Linked DNA regions of Canis lupus: region 1 is linked to region 2. The links are chromatin contacts, called in public Hi-C maps. All regions are on one chromosome and are shown on one strand. Each heading gives the region's core, a stretch centred on a gene start, on an enhancer-like site or on the middle of the called end of the contact. The rest is flanking DNA. Distances are from core to core; before and after follow the strand shown. Region 1 holds the start of RESF1 (retroelement silencing factor 1). Region 2 holds the start of ETFBKMT (electron transfer flavoprotein beta subunit lysine methyltransferase).

Evidence for each region. A called contact is a pair of places that touch in the nucleus more often than the background predicts.
Region 1: a Hi-C map of blood shows a contact between it and region 2, with 2.1 times the contacts expected there. The contact joins the promoter of RESF1 here to the promoter of ETFBKMT in region 2. A contact is called at or near these places in 4 of 9 Hi-C or Micro-C datasets (amygdala, blood and skin fibroblasts).

What each region holds. Positions count from the first base shown.
Region 1 is chr27:29,710,816-29,717,949 of UU_Cfam_GSD_1.0, forward strand. RESF1 (retroelement silencing factor 1) reads left to right here and starts at 3,532. Exons shown (of 5, transcript XM_038577216.1): 1 at 3,532-3,650; 2 at 4,945-5,041.
Region 2 is chr27:29,458,446-29,465,987 of UU_Cfam_GSD_1.0, forward strand. It overlaps ETFBKMT (electron transfer flavoprotein beta subunit lysine methyltransferase), which reads left to right and starts at 2,193. Exons shown (of 3, transcript XM_038577206.1): 1 at 2,193-2,460. The coding sequence starts at 2,270. LOC106557923 (a long non-coding RNA gene) reads right to left here and starts at 2,267. Exons shown (of 4, transcript XR_005380012.1): 1 at 731-2,267.

The sequences.
Region 1 (7,134 bases), core at 2,282-4,781, 250 kb after region 2:
TTTAGAAAGTGAGAGTGCACACAGTGGGGAGGGGCAGAAGGAGAAAGCAAATTCCAAGCAGACTCCCCATTGAGCATAGAGCCTGTCATGGGCCTGTCATGGGACTTGATCTAATGACCCTGAGACTATGACCTGAACCAGATGCTTAACCAACAGAACCACCCCAGAGCCCCATGTCATCCACTTTTCTAAAACATGTCTTATAAATTTAGGAGTTAACAAACCTTGAGGCTAAGTATTGTGCTTTTAAAAGATTGAGATCATATCTACAGTTGAATTGATTTTTGAGTTTTTGCTTTTGAATGTTGGGAAACATAGGAAGATGATGTGTAATTTATGATAGTAGACATAGCATACAGCAATCTAATCTTTTGGGGAAATCTTTCCTCAGCCTGTTGTGCCCAAGATCGGGAATCCGAGAAACCACGAGGAGCCGACACTGATGCAAACACACGAGGGTTTATTTACAAGCTCGAGCCTGGGTCCAGGTGTACCTGACACAGCGGAGCAGGGACTTGACCCCGAGACTATGAGGCTTAGCAACTTTATAGGGGCCAGTGGCCAATGGGATACGCAGAAAGTTGCACAGTCATGCTGGTCCACTCGCAGGTGGCCGATTGAATTACATTTTACCCTACAGTATCTATTTGAACTGGCCTATCACTGAGCCGGATTTCCGGTTAGGGTGTGCCCTGGGCTTGACTAGGGTGGGGCAGTGCCCTAAGCAATAAGCAGGTCGGCCTATCACTGAGCCGGATTTCCAATTAGGGTGTGCCCTGGTCTTTGACTAGGGTGGGGCAGTACCCTAAGCAATAAGCAGGTCAGCACAAGGCGGGTGCAGCACAAAATAGAGTCAGTCCTGCTCTGCTTGTCCAGGGATAAGGGATTTTGTTAAATTTCCTGGGTCCCACAAGCCTGACCATCTGGATAATATGGTTCTTTGGAACACTGTGCCATAAGTACGGTAAACAGAAGTCAATGTAAGATCCAGCCCTGTATTAAATATACTTTCAAGTCCTAGAGATTGTGTCTTCCCTCTGCAAGTCTCCTTGCTGGTGATCCTTCAAGGCTGCTAAATTGATGAATGCCAGTTGTACTTTAGGATTTGTGGAAAGACCAAACACTTTTTGGAAGTCAGACAAGCTTTACTTATCTAAAGGAGAAAGGAGAAAGTCAGCATAAACACAGACAAGGATACATGGCAGAGAGATCAGTGACTTCATCTCAAATAAAGTTGTAGCTTCCTGGGCATTAAATCTTGCTGGGCATTAAGCCTTCCTTAGGCTATGTAGGAGTGGGGTCTGCATCAGACTTTCTGGCAATAGAACTCCCTCTCCCTTGGGTTGATTTCTCATAGTCTATCTGTATGGCTTAGGCTCTGGAAAACCCCTTTTCTGAGCCAAGTATACCACTCCATGCTCCAGGAGATGTCCTAAGTTAATGCGTTAATTTATGTAATGGTCTCAATAATCCTAGAAAGTAAGTACAAGTATCCACTGCTTTTCACTATTTTTTTTAAAAGATTTTTTATTTATTTATTCATAGAGACACAGAGAGAGAATGAGAGTCAGACACAGGCAGAGGTAGAAGCAGGCTCCATGCAGAGAGCCTGACGTGGGACTCAATCCAGGGTCTCCAGGATCACGCCCTGGGCTGCAGGCAGCACTAAACTGCTGCGCCACCAGGGCTGCCCCACTGCTTTTCACTTTTTGAAAGGTTTCCTTATGCTACTTTGCTTTTACGAAAGACTTACATTAGTACTTGTTTGTGCTAACCCAAGGAAATCTGAAGAAGATGTTTGCTTTCCTGCAAAAAGATGATAAGTGAGAATAGCATTCAGCGTTTGTGATGCGGAGTGTACCCGGAGCAGCCAGAGTGGCATCGCCAATTCACCTTCCTTGGGAACTACACTCGGTATCTCAGCATTGAGCTGCTATAGCTTTTAACTATGTGAGCATCTGTGCTTTATCCCAACTTATTCTGTGCATCTGTTAGCAAGATGTGTCCTAAGGAAAGCCTAAAAGGAGTTGTTCTTTGGGTCTGGGAATGCTCAAAAATGTTTCCACATAAATTAATGGTAATTGCTTCCTCACTTTACACCGCTTTGGCTTTTCATATGAATTCTCTACTTTCAGACAGCAGGAGAAACCTGCATTCCTGTTATTCTTCTTTTACAGGCAGGAAAATAGCAGAAACAGATTAAGTGATTTTCCCAAAGTTGTATGTCTAGTGAGTGGCAGAGTCAAGATCCAGACCTGGGGGTGAAGGAATACCCTGCCTTCCCTATGCCAAGAACTAACCACCTCTGCCTTTTCTTACGTTTAACCACTCAGACATATTCTCTCATTTACTTCTTCCTATAAAACCCCTCATAAAAAAAAGGCCTAACTTTTGGAAGTTTCCTCTGCATTAATTGTCGTTCTCCCTATTTCAATGACCTGAAAAAAAAAATTATTTACTTGGTGCGCTTCACTTGGTGTGCTTTCTCTTTCACTTGTTTTATATTAAGTTTGCTGACCCCATACCCTGTATCATTGGCTCTGAGATCAGCAGCAACAGCCTATCCCGGGAGCTTGTTAGAAATCTACCCTTTCAGGAACATCTAAGTGGCTCAAGGGTTGAGCATCTGCCTTCAGCTCAGGGCGTGATCCCAGTTAAGGGCTTGAGACCCCATCCGGCTCCCTGCATGGAGCCTGCTTCTCCCACTGCCTGTGTCTCTGCCTGACTCTCTCTCTCTCAAACCAATCTTAAAAAAATAAATCTGCATTTTCAGCCTTACTTTAGCCCACTGAATTGGCAATTTTGCAAGGTGGTGCGCTTCAATCCTTTTTAAGGAGCTCTCTGGATGCTTCTGATGTGAGTGAAAGGCAGAGAACCACTGATAGAGACTTTTTTTTTTTCATTCAAATTTAATTTTTTTGCATATATATATTTTTAAATGTCTTATTTAATATATATATTTTTAAATATCTTATTTATTTATTCATGAGAGACACACACACAGAGAGAGAGAGAGGGGAGCAGAGACACAGGCAGAGGGAGAAGCAGGCGCCATGCAGGGAGCCTGATGTGGGACTCGATCCCAGGTCTCCAGGATCACACCCTGGGCTGAAGGCGGCGCTAAACCGCTGAGCCACCCAGGGATCCCCTGTATATATTTTTTTATTGGATCCGATTTGCCAACATAGAGCATAACACCCAGTGCTCATCGCGTCAAGTGCCCCCCGCCCCCCCCCGGCCCGCCCCCGGTCCCTCCATCCCCCCGCCCACCTCCGCTTCCACCACCCCTGGTTCATTGCCCAGAGTGAGGAGTCTCTCACGATCCGTCACCCTCACTGATACTTCCCACTCATTTTCTCTCCTTTCCCCTTTATTCCTATCAGACACGGGAGCGGGCTTTTGCAAATCTCGCCGCCCGGGACTGGAAGGCCCGACCGGCCGCCGCCTTGCTTACCCGGGGGGCACTAGGACCCGGGCGCCGCCGGCCTCCGGGCGGCCGCCCACGGCCGGGGGCGGGGCCCAGCCGCGGGAGGAGCCGGGGCCTCGCCGCTCGACCCGCCCCCGGAGGCGGCCCGAGCTGACTTAAACTCAGGGGCCCGGGAGGCCGGAGCGTCCTCCCCGCTGGCCCGCGCTGGGCTCTGGGCCCGTCGGTAAGTGTGCGGCCCGGCGGCCCGCGGCCCCTCGCTCGCCTCCGCGGGTCCGCGCGCCCCAAGCCCAGGCGCCCCAAGCCCAGGCGCCCGCGGGCGGCGGCGGCGGCGGCGGCGGCCGCTTTTGTTCTGAGGCGCGGACGGCGGCGCGGGGTCGCGGGCGCTCGGGCGGCTCCGGGCCTCGGGCGGGGAGGCTCGGGCGCGCGGCCGCCCGCGGCTGGGCGGGCAGCCTCGCTCGGGGCCCCGCCGGCCGCCGCCAGACTCGGAGCCCGCGCCCCAGGGCGGCGCCTCGCGGGCTGTTTGCTTTAAATCGCCTCAGTCCGCGGTGGAGGTGGCGGGTGCGCGTTTTGTGGCGCCGCGAGGCGATTGTTGAGGCGGTGGGTGTGAGAGAAGCTTCTGTTTTTAATTATTTCCTGCGTCGTGGTCGTGGGAAAAAAAAAAAAAAAGTCTTTGTTTTTGCATTTACTGTTTCTCGAGCGTTTCCTTCTCCGCGGCTCCGTCCTGCTGACCCTCCCGAAGCGGGACCGCCCGGCGAGCGTCTCCCAGGGGCCGGCGGACGCTCCCCGCGCTCGGCTCCTCCGGGCGTCTGTCGCTCTTGGGTGTCCTCGGGGGACTCCGGTCTCGACCTCAGCGGCGACCTTTGGGCGGGGGGGAATCGTTTCCGTGAAGACAATTCATTTGTGATACTTGTCAAGAGCCCAGCTTGAGAAGAAAAGAGGGCAGCCGGCGTCGCGATTCAAGCTCGGGGCGCATTTCAGTAGGGAGCTTGTTTGGGGATTTTTCTGTTTGACGTTGGTTGTAAATGGTACCAGCGTGAACATGCAGGAATGTTAAGGTTTTACTTCACATTCTTTTATTATTATTATTATTAATTATTTTTCTCTGTGCAGTCGGATTCTCCGAACTCTTCCAGTGAGGGAAATTGCAGTGCAATTGAAGTATTTGTTCTAGAACGGTCGGACAGCAGTGAACCTGGAGGACCCCCCCCCCCCCCACACACACACGAATTCTCATTTTAAGCAGTGAAGGGTATTCGAGGCCACACCTAGTTTGTGTTTCTGTCAGGTTGCACACCTAGTAGGAATTTTGCAGACTTAGTGCGTTTTTTTTTTGGTGCAACCTTACAGGAACACACTCTGGCCCGGCAGTTGTCCTATCAGGGTAAACAGATGAAACGTGTGCTTTTATTGTGACTGTAAAATTCATTATAAATAAAAAAAAAAAAAATATATATATATATATATATATACGCTTTATATTAAACCGCTAATTGCAGAATGTTTCTTGCTCTTCCTAGGACCAAAGAAGTAAAAACACTGTGTGAAGGGGGAGCACGTGTTTGGAGGGAAATGGGAACGTACACAATGGTAAAAGAGTAAGATTATACTTAACAAGTAAGTATGTTACCTCCAAGTAGCCTCCTCTGATTTTTCTGTTGTGGAATGAAATTATTAATTAAACGAATCAGCATCAGTTAGACAATTAAATGGCAGGATACAATGGATTCAGTGACAGAGCTTGAGGACACATGACAATGGTTGACCTAGCCTAGAGAATTCAGTTGTTAATCTTTTGTGAATAAGGAAGAGTAGATCATGGTGAGGTGACTGGGTCAAGTTACTCAGGCAGAGGTCTACTTAAGATGGTTCTGTTTCTTCCTTTTTTAAAATTTGTTTTTATTATTTCTGGCAAGGGGTTGGGGTGAGGCAGCATAGAGCTCAACTCTAGGAGAACCATTCTGAGAGAGGACAACCTCTAAAACCAGAGTGATCATCTCCAGGGCTTCCATCCTGTAAACACCCAAGTTGTGTCAGGAAATATTCTGTAATGATTAAGACCGTGGCCTTGCATCCTTTGCTGAGTTTCAGGTCTTGGCTGTACCATTTATTATCTGTACAACCTTGGGAAAATTATCTAACCTTTTTTTTTTTTTTTTTTTTTAAGATTTCATTTATTCATTCATGAGAGACACAGAGAGAAGAGAGACAGAGAGAGGGGCAGAGACCCAGGCAGAGGGAGAAGCAGGCTCCATGCAGGGAGCCGATGTGGGACTGGATCCCAGGTCTCCAGGATCACACCCCGGACTGATGGTGGTGCTAAGCCACTGGGGCTGCCCAAAATTATTTAACCTTTTGCCTCTGTTTTCTCATCTGTAAAATGAGGATAACAGTAGCACCTGCTTCATAGCATTGGTGGGATAAGTTACATGATTTTTTATTCATATGACCTACTTGGAACAGCTGCTGGCTGTAAGTGGTAAGTGCTCAATAAATTTTAGCTGTTGTCCTGTTAGAGGAAAGATATTATGGCTTGTATTTTATATAAGGAAAGATGTATTACGTCTAATAGGAAATTCAGTTTGCTTTAAGCTCTAAAGTTTATCAACTCTAAGTCAATTTAACAGCTTTGTGTTGATTAAACCTCTCACTATAGAACCTGTTGTAGGTTCAGTTTTTGCAAGGAAGTACCAGAACGCAAGTCTATAGTTTTTACCTGCAGGTTTAATTTGAAATCAGGGACACCTCCATTAAATTCTTTATTGAGGGCATATTTGCCCCACAGCCCTGTTTTTCCACATTATTGTGTGATGTACAGGAATCTCTTCCCATTTAGATTATTGGTATCTCGTACAAATAGAAGCACAGATATTTAGCAAATTGATCTTGCTGTTTTAAAAGGTATTTATAAGGGCACCTGGGTGGCTCAGTCAGTTACACATCTGACTTGGGCTAGGTTCATGGTTTTGGAGTCCTGGGATTGAGCCCCACGTCGAGCTCTGCAACCAGCTTGGCTTTGTGTTGGGCTGGGAGGGATGCTTGTTCTTCTCCCTCTGCCCCTCCCCTTTCCGTACATATGCCTGTGCTTGCTCACTCTCAAATAAGTATATAATAAAATCTTTAAAAATAAGTAAATAGAAAAAAAAAGTAAATAGGTATTTATAAAGTTGGATTTCCAGATTTTTTTTGTTGTAACCAGGCTTTCTCCACTGTCCTGTCCCATCCCCACCATGTAAGGCATACTTTTCAGTTTGAGGTAAAGAGATAACAGTTTACCAACTCTGTCTCCAGAAATGCAAGTTAAAATTTGCTTTGTAATAAGCCTTGTAAAGAAAGAAGTAATCTTGTGGACTTTGAGGAATTCTGAATGCTTTTTTTTGGAGCCATCATTGTAGTGTGTATATTCTTGAGATCTTAAATGTGCTTGTAAATTGAAGGGCAATGTTGGAGGCTGGCCTGTTGAGGTAAGTGTCTCAAGTGAGACATTGCTCATTGTTGTAATTACTGCAAACATTTAATGATAATCACTAAGATTCTCTTGAGATGTATTAAATTACAACACTTCATTTGTAGATAAAATCTTTATGGTTAAGGTTGCAAAGTGTGTTATAGGATGTATTTTCCACTATAGGTTATAAGAAACAAATCATAAATTTTTTTTTTTAAGCCTCAAAACGTAATTTATTGGATCACATCATTTAGAAGTTCAA
Region 2 (7,542 bases), core at 943-3,442:
CCATCTCAAGAAAAGGGACACAAGACAGTAAAAACAGAAAAAAAATAAACCTGGCTCCCTAGCTCCAACATGTTAGGAGTATCCCCCTTTAATGGCTACTGAGTAATCGCAGAAACTCACCAGACTACAAAGAAATGTCATTAAGGTGTTATTGATAGTCCCTGCTCAAACCAAGATGGCATAAGATGGCATCTCAAGGCCAAGGGCTACCTGACTAGGCTCAGAGAAATCCCAGATGTAGAGAAATGTTATGCAGGAGATACTAATCAGAGAGAAGGGAACACCTTGTTTGGGCTCATGATATTTATAAGAACATCTTGTTTGTTATTGTGATAGTTACAAATTCACCATGTTGTTTCTAAATATAGACATGATATTTACAAATCCACCCTGATATTGATGAGAAATCTACCAAGTTCCCTGGTCAGTTTCCTATAAAAGACCATAAAAGGCCTCAGGGGGCAACCCTCTCAGGACCCCTTTTACCTTTAAGAGCTTTCTCCGTACCTCTGCTTAATAAACTTCTACTTCTTTGCTCACTTTGTTGTCCATGAGATTCAGTCTTCGACTCTGTGAGACAAGAACCAAGCTCTCCCTTATCAATATTAGTTTTTATAGAGGAAATGTAGGGCAGAGGGACTCAGAGAGGCTAGGTGCCTATCCTTCCTTCTAAAAGAAGCACAGCCATTCCTGCAAAAGCAAATGAGAAGGATGCCTCTGGGGTTGTTACCTGGAACAAGGTTTCATCTCCTTCTAAGTAGTTCCTAGAGGTTCCAGTTTGTAGGGAAAGTGGGAAACCCCTCGAACAGAGGGCCGAGATGGAGAACAGAAGCAACAGCCTCTAATTTTGAACAGGTGGCTGCCAAACCATTCCCCCAATTGCAGATTCAGGTGCAGAAACCCGATTTGCCTGTTCCTTACTGGAGGTCAATTTTCTTTCTCCTTTGACACCCCAGAGAGGGTTTTCAGGGTCAGGTACGGAGGCGAGTGGAGTTTGGAATAGGTGGAGGGTTGCAAGATGGACACGTGGGTCCAGAACTTGAGTGATAAAGGTTGCAAACAGATTTATAGTGTATATCTATGAAAATTAGAAAAGAGAGGACGTCCTTCGGGATTTAAGCTGTCACGGAGGGCTTACGGTGCGTCTGGGTTGCTCCGCGCTGCATGCCTGGTGCCCAGGTGTGCGTAGGGGCTGTGGAGGAATTGCCCCGAGAGGTGCCACTTTGGCTTGTGGATCTTTTTTTTTTTTTTCATATGTGTGTGTGTGGATTATTTGGCTTGTGGATCATTTCTTTTCTTTCTTTTTCTTTTTCTTTTTCTTTTTTCTTTTCTTTCTTTCTTTTTTTTTTTTTTTTTGTTTTGTTTTTTGTGGATTATTTCTGAGCTGAAAACCATCAAGGTATAAAAGACTCAGGGAGAAACTGGCCTCCTCCAACTGCTTAAAAGAATTTAAACATGGGACGCCTGGGTGGCTCAGCGGAGGAGCACCTGCCCTCGGCCCAGGGCGTGATCCTGGGGTCCCGGGATCGAGTCCCACGTCGGGCTCCCTGCATGGAGCCTGCTTCTCCCTCTGCCTGTGTCTCTGCCTCTCTCTGTGTCTCTTAATAAAAATAAAAAAAATAAAAAATTTCAACAGAGGACCTGCTCCAGAAGAGATCTCTCACCATAGGTAACTGCAGTACCGTGGGACGCAGGTGAGACAGGTAGGAGTTTAGCAAAGTCTGACGATCGCTCTCGCCATCCCCTTGCTTCTGTGCGGCCCAGCACACATTTACTCCTTGTCGTCTTCTGTGAATTACTCTCCTTCCCTTTGAAGAGCCCAACTCCCTTCACCTTAGCTCAGGATGACACCCAGAGCTCCTCGCCCCTTCTGTCTCCGCACTGGCGTCCCCCCAGGCACAACATGCAACTCGGGGTTGTTCTGCGGATGTGTTTAAGGCCAATGTAATTCTGCGAGCAGCTGGAAGCAGCTTTGTAGGGTGGAGGAAGGGAAGAGCAACGCTGCCCCGTCTCCAAGGCGTGGCTGGCACAGAGCAGACGCTCCACAGTTTGACTGGATTTCGCAGGAACCGGAGCTCGGGGTCCCTCCCTCGCTGAGCGACCTCAGGTGCCCCGCTCCTCCTCGGGAGGCCCGGCCCCTTTAAGAAAGGTTGGCAAAGGCGGAGAGGCTGCTGGGAAGGGGGGCGGGACCCGCGCTCCGCGCTCCGCACTGGGAGCCCAGCGTCCGCCTCCCCGCGGGGCCGCCGCGCGCCGGGTGCGGCTCTAAAGCATGCCGGGAAAGACGCTCAAAGGCGAGGGCTTAGCTTCCCCGCGCGCTCATAGCCCAGCCTGGGAAGGACAAAAGGACTGCGCCTGCGCCTTTAAGGCGGACTCCCGTTCTCGGAGGGAAATAACGTGGTCACGGACGCGTTTGGAGCTTCCCCCTTTTAACCCGTCCTCTCTCCTCAACAAGGAACGCAGGTACCGACCGAGTGTGCCGCGCCCAGTCCCGGGTTCCCAGAGGATGCTTCACGGGGGCGGGGAGGCGCCGCGCTAGCCCGCGGGGTGTCCCGAACCACAATCCTCTTTGCTGTGTTTTAAAAAAACATTTCAATTAATTATTTATTTTTACTTATTCATGAGAGAGAGAGAGAGAGGCAGAGGGAGAAGCAGGCTCCATGCGGGGAGCCCGACGTGGGCCTCGATCCCGCGACCCGGGATCCCGCCCTGGGCCACCCGGGCGTCCCTGCTGTGGTTTTGGTTTTGGTTTTACGGATTTTATTTATGCCTGCGCCTCTCATGAATAAATACATAAAATCTTTAGAAAAAAAATAAGGGTTTTATTTGAGAGCGAGCACTGTGTGGGGAGGGGCAGAGATGGAGGGAGCAGCCGAGTCCCCACTGCATAGGGAACCCCTATGGGACTTGATCCCGGGACCCCGGGACCCCGGGGTCATAACCTGAGCCAGACGCAAACGCTCAACAGCCTGAGCCGCCCAGGCACCCGCTCCGCTGTGTTTTTAAGCTTAGGCCTCGGCCCTGAAGGGCAGACCCAGCACTTCCTAACGGGATCAGTCCAGTGAGAGAAGCGAGGCTGTCGGAGACCCTGGGGTCCCGGGGCGTGGTGGGGGGTGACACCCACTGAGAATCTAGCCCGAGCTCACACACAGGTGGCCTGACGGGCATTTCGCCTGCCTTGTGTTCTGATATATTTATATATATGAATTAAATGTATTAATATACTAAATATATAATACATAATCTTTATGTCACATTTAATTTAAATATATATTAAATATTAAATATATATTAACATGTAATTTAATCATATATATACTATATTAATACATCAAATATATATTAATTTAAATTAAATATATTGTATAATATACTATAATACATATAATGTATTATAATGTATATATTATATAATCATATAATTTAATTATATAATTATATAATATGTGATAATATATATTGACACAATATATAATTATAATACATATTTAAAGATTTTATCTATTTATTCATGAGAGACACACAGAGACGCAGGCAGAGGGAAAAGCAGGCTCCACGCAGGGAGCCCGACGTGGGACTTGATCCGGAGTCTCCAGGATCACGCCCTGGACTGAAGGCGTCGCTAAACCGCTGAGCCACCCGGGCTGCCCTGTGTGTTCTGATATTTTAATTGACCGCTTGCATCTACCATGTGGTTTGTAGATGCAAATATCTGGATTATCTTGAGAGCTTGCAAGATGTGGCGGCCGTGTGCTTAACCGGGAAGCAGTTTGCTGGCCTCTTTGGTCTGCTCAGCAGCAGGCTCAGGTCGCCAGAGCCGCTCTGTTACAACCAGCGGCATCAGTTGTGGGTCAGCCCTCTGGCCCCTGCGAGGCATTTGCGTTTGGGGCCTCTAAATATTTGGGTGGATGGATGTAGGGATATTTAGAACATTTATGCGGATTTGGTCAGAGGTCCCAGATAACTGGGCATATAGTTCAAACTGCTGTTTCTTATTCTTTTTGTTTTTTTAAATCTTTTTTAAAGATTTTATTTATTTATTCATTAGAGACACACAGAGAGAGGCAGAGACACAGGCAGAGGGAGAAGCAGGCTCCATTCAGGGAGCCCAACGCAGAGCAGAACTCAATCTCGGTCTCCAGGATCACGCCCTGGGCTGAAGGCAGATGCTCAAGCACTGAGCCACCCGGGCTGCCCTATTCTTACTCTCATCAAGGTGTTTTTCCTATTGGAACAAGACTTTTTGGCCCAGGCTTGGTTAACATGAATCAGGAGATATTTACGGGAAGATGTTTGTGAATTGATATTCTGTAATGACAAATCTGTAAAAATTTCTTTAAAGAAAAAAATTTGAAGCTTGATTACCTTGATGTTTTATGCTACAACAACCGTTATTGAAATAGAGGGTACTGAGGATAATTTGTATTATCTTTGTCCACAATTATGGTTTGGTAACCTCCACAACTCTTGGCAAGACTTCATATAGGCAAGAAGCGTGTTTGCCCTGGTAATAGCTCTACCTCACCTCTAGTCTAAGGTTCCTGAAGTCGGAGACTTCTTTTATTCACAGTGCCTGCTTAAAAGTAAGTGGTTTATTAAATGTATCTTGTGTGTATGTGAGAAAGGATTTTAAAGGTAAACCTTATTTTATGTAACAGGCATATTTCCGAGGATTTCTCTCAAAATCAAACGCTTGTATATTTGTTCTAAAGTATTAAAAGGCTTTTGTTGTGAAAAAGGCTTGTGTATGTGTGTGTGTGTTTTTTTTTTTTTTTTAAAGATTTTATTTATTTGAGAGAGGGGGAGAGCGAGCGAGCACGCATGAGTAGGGGGAGAGGGAGAAGCACATTTTCCACTGAGTGGGGAGCCTGATGCCGGGGCTCCATCCCAGGACCCTGAGACCATGACCTGAGCTGAAGGCAGCCACTTAACTGACTGAGCCACCCAGGCACCCCAAAAGGCTTCCTTTAAAACGGTTGGATTTTCCTGAGTTGATGTACCAACACTTCCATCTGAAATGGACTTGCACTTGTGAATCCTCTGCTACAGATTTTTACACTGCACTATTTTCTTACTACACAATGGGATGTGGAAGTGTCCATCAGCCTTGGGATTTTCAGTATTCTTTCTGTTTTTAGAGACCCACCAATTCCAGTTGAGATCACCGTGGCAGCCAGACCTTTCCTTCCTCACAAGAAGCAGCAGCTCTTATCAACAGCAACAGTGACAGAACCTGTGGTTTGGAAAAGGACTCATGGCTTTGAACCTAGGCCGGAGAACATTTGCACCATTTGCCACGAATCACTGTAGTGTCTTTCTGAAAGCAGTGAGGAGTAGTGGTCTTTCCTTGTTTCCCTGGGGCCGCTGCCCTTGGAGACGAACTGGAAGCTTTTTGGACCCTGAGATGAAAGCTTTCCTGGAGGAGAACACTGAAGTCACCAGCAGTGGCAGCCTCACCCCTGAAATCCAGTTGCGGCTTTTGACACCCAGATGCAAGTTCTGGTGGCAGAGAGCTGACCTGTGGCCCTATAGCGAACCATACTGGGCAATCTACTGGCCTGGAGGCCAAGCCCTGTCTAGGTACTCTCCTGACTGAAATGGGAAGCCTTAAGGCCCTTCCAGATCCTTTCTGTTTTCTGCAGATTCTTTTTTCAGCCCCTTCCAACTCTATATTCTCCTTTCTCCTCACACAAAAATAACCAAACAGTAAAACCTCAAAGTCTTGTCACATACGGAGCAGTTTAAGCATACTCCAGATTTATCAAGCTATTTCCTCAAATACAGTTCTTTAAGAGAAACCCTAGGATTAACTGTCAAGACCCTAGATAGCTGTAAGTAATCTAAATTCACAGTATTGTCTGGTTCATGGTTCATAAGGTATGGCCAGTGCAGTTTCAAGATGGACCCCAAAGCCCCAACCCTTTAGTTCTCCTAGTTTAATCTCATAAATGTTGCTCCTTGAGTCTTATACTCCCACCCTTGAGCCTCTTCTCAATCCCAAAGAACAAGAGATGTGAGTGGGCCCCGCAAGGATTCCCTCTTTAGTGGCTTACTGACATCTCAGGTGAACTCTGGACTTGAATCTGCATTTAAAAAAAAAATTTTTTTTTTCTAAATTAAGCTTTATGCCCATCTTGGGGCTTGAACTCACAACCCCAAGATCAAGAGTTGCATGCTCTGCCTACTGAGCCAGCCAGGTGTCCCTGAATCTGCATGAGGTCTCTTCCACCTCCTCAGCCCCCATCCTGCAGAAGTGTGCTTTAGGACATTCTCTCACACATTCGCACTATGCTTTTTATTAAAACACAGCTGCTGAGACAAAGGCAAGAGTTTTCAGCATTTCAATCTGGTTTTTTGCTCTTATATTGGTAAATGATTAAACGTGCTTATACCTTGAGGTTATAGAGCTTTGAAAAGGATAAGGAGTTGCAGCAAGGGTATGGCCTAACAAAATTAATGTTGTATGTAGTTTTAAATGCAAAATAAATAAATGCATATTATAGTTTTTCGGGGAACCCTGGAGATGGGAGCTTTGTAGGTAATTTCTTTTTTTTTTAAATTTTTATTTATTTATGATAGTCACACACAGAGAGAGAGAGAGAGAGGCAGAGACACAGGCAGAGGAAGAAGCAGGCTCCATGCACCGGGAGCCCGATGTGGGACTCGATCCCGGGTCTCCAGGATCGCGCCCTGGGCCAAAGGCAGGCGCTAAACCGCTGCGCCACCCAGGGATCCCTTGTAGGTATTTTCAAACAATTCTGATTTTCTGGTTGTTGTTGCCAAAGTTTCAAGCTTTATTACTTACATCATACCTCAAAAATACTGACATTTTCAGTGACGTCTATTAAAGTGATTGTTTATCAACTTTAAATATAAATACAATCAAACTCCTTAACAGACTGAATCAGAGGTCACAAGTTGGTGCACTCACAGATGTGTTTTGTTTGGCTTTTACTTGTAAACTTAAAACAAAAAAATCAGTTTCTAGCATTTAAAACTTGGGAAGTTTTAAATGTAAAAATCTCTGATTTGAGGAACAGGAGTATCTGATAACATAGAATTTCTACATGGCAGTAGTGAGGTGAAGATGGGTAGCAGCTTTCCCTTTAGACAGGCCATATACACCCCTACTTTGCCATAATCCCAGATATTCTTTATTTTCCAGTGGTTTTGCTCAAGTGTCAGTTGACACTTTATTTCAGGGTTTTTCATCCATCTGCATTGTTTGATAACTATTTTGCCCTTGTCCAAATTCTTTGGTTGAACTGGACTTTGTGCCTTACCAGAGGTTATTGTAACACAAAATAAGCAGTAGGAAAAACACTCATGATGAATAATCAAGAGGACAGTGAATTTTGGATCTAGCTTACTGAGTCCACATTATAGCAGCATTCTGTTAGTCTGTATTCTTGGGGCTTGACAGTTTGTGGATCATAGGAAGTGCTCAATATTTTAAAAAGACATTTTTGAAAAAAAGATTTTTGGGGGGAGGGTGCTGGCTTAGTCATTAGAGCTTGCAGACTTTTGATCTTAGGGTCAGGAGTT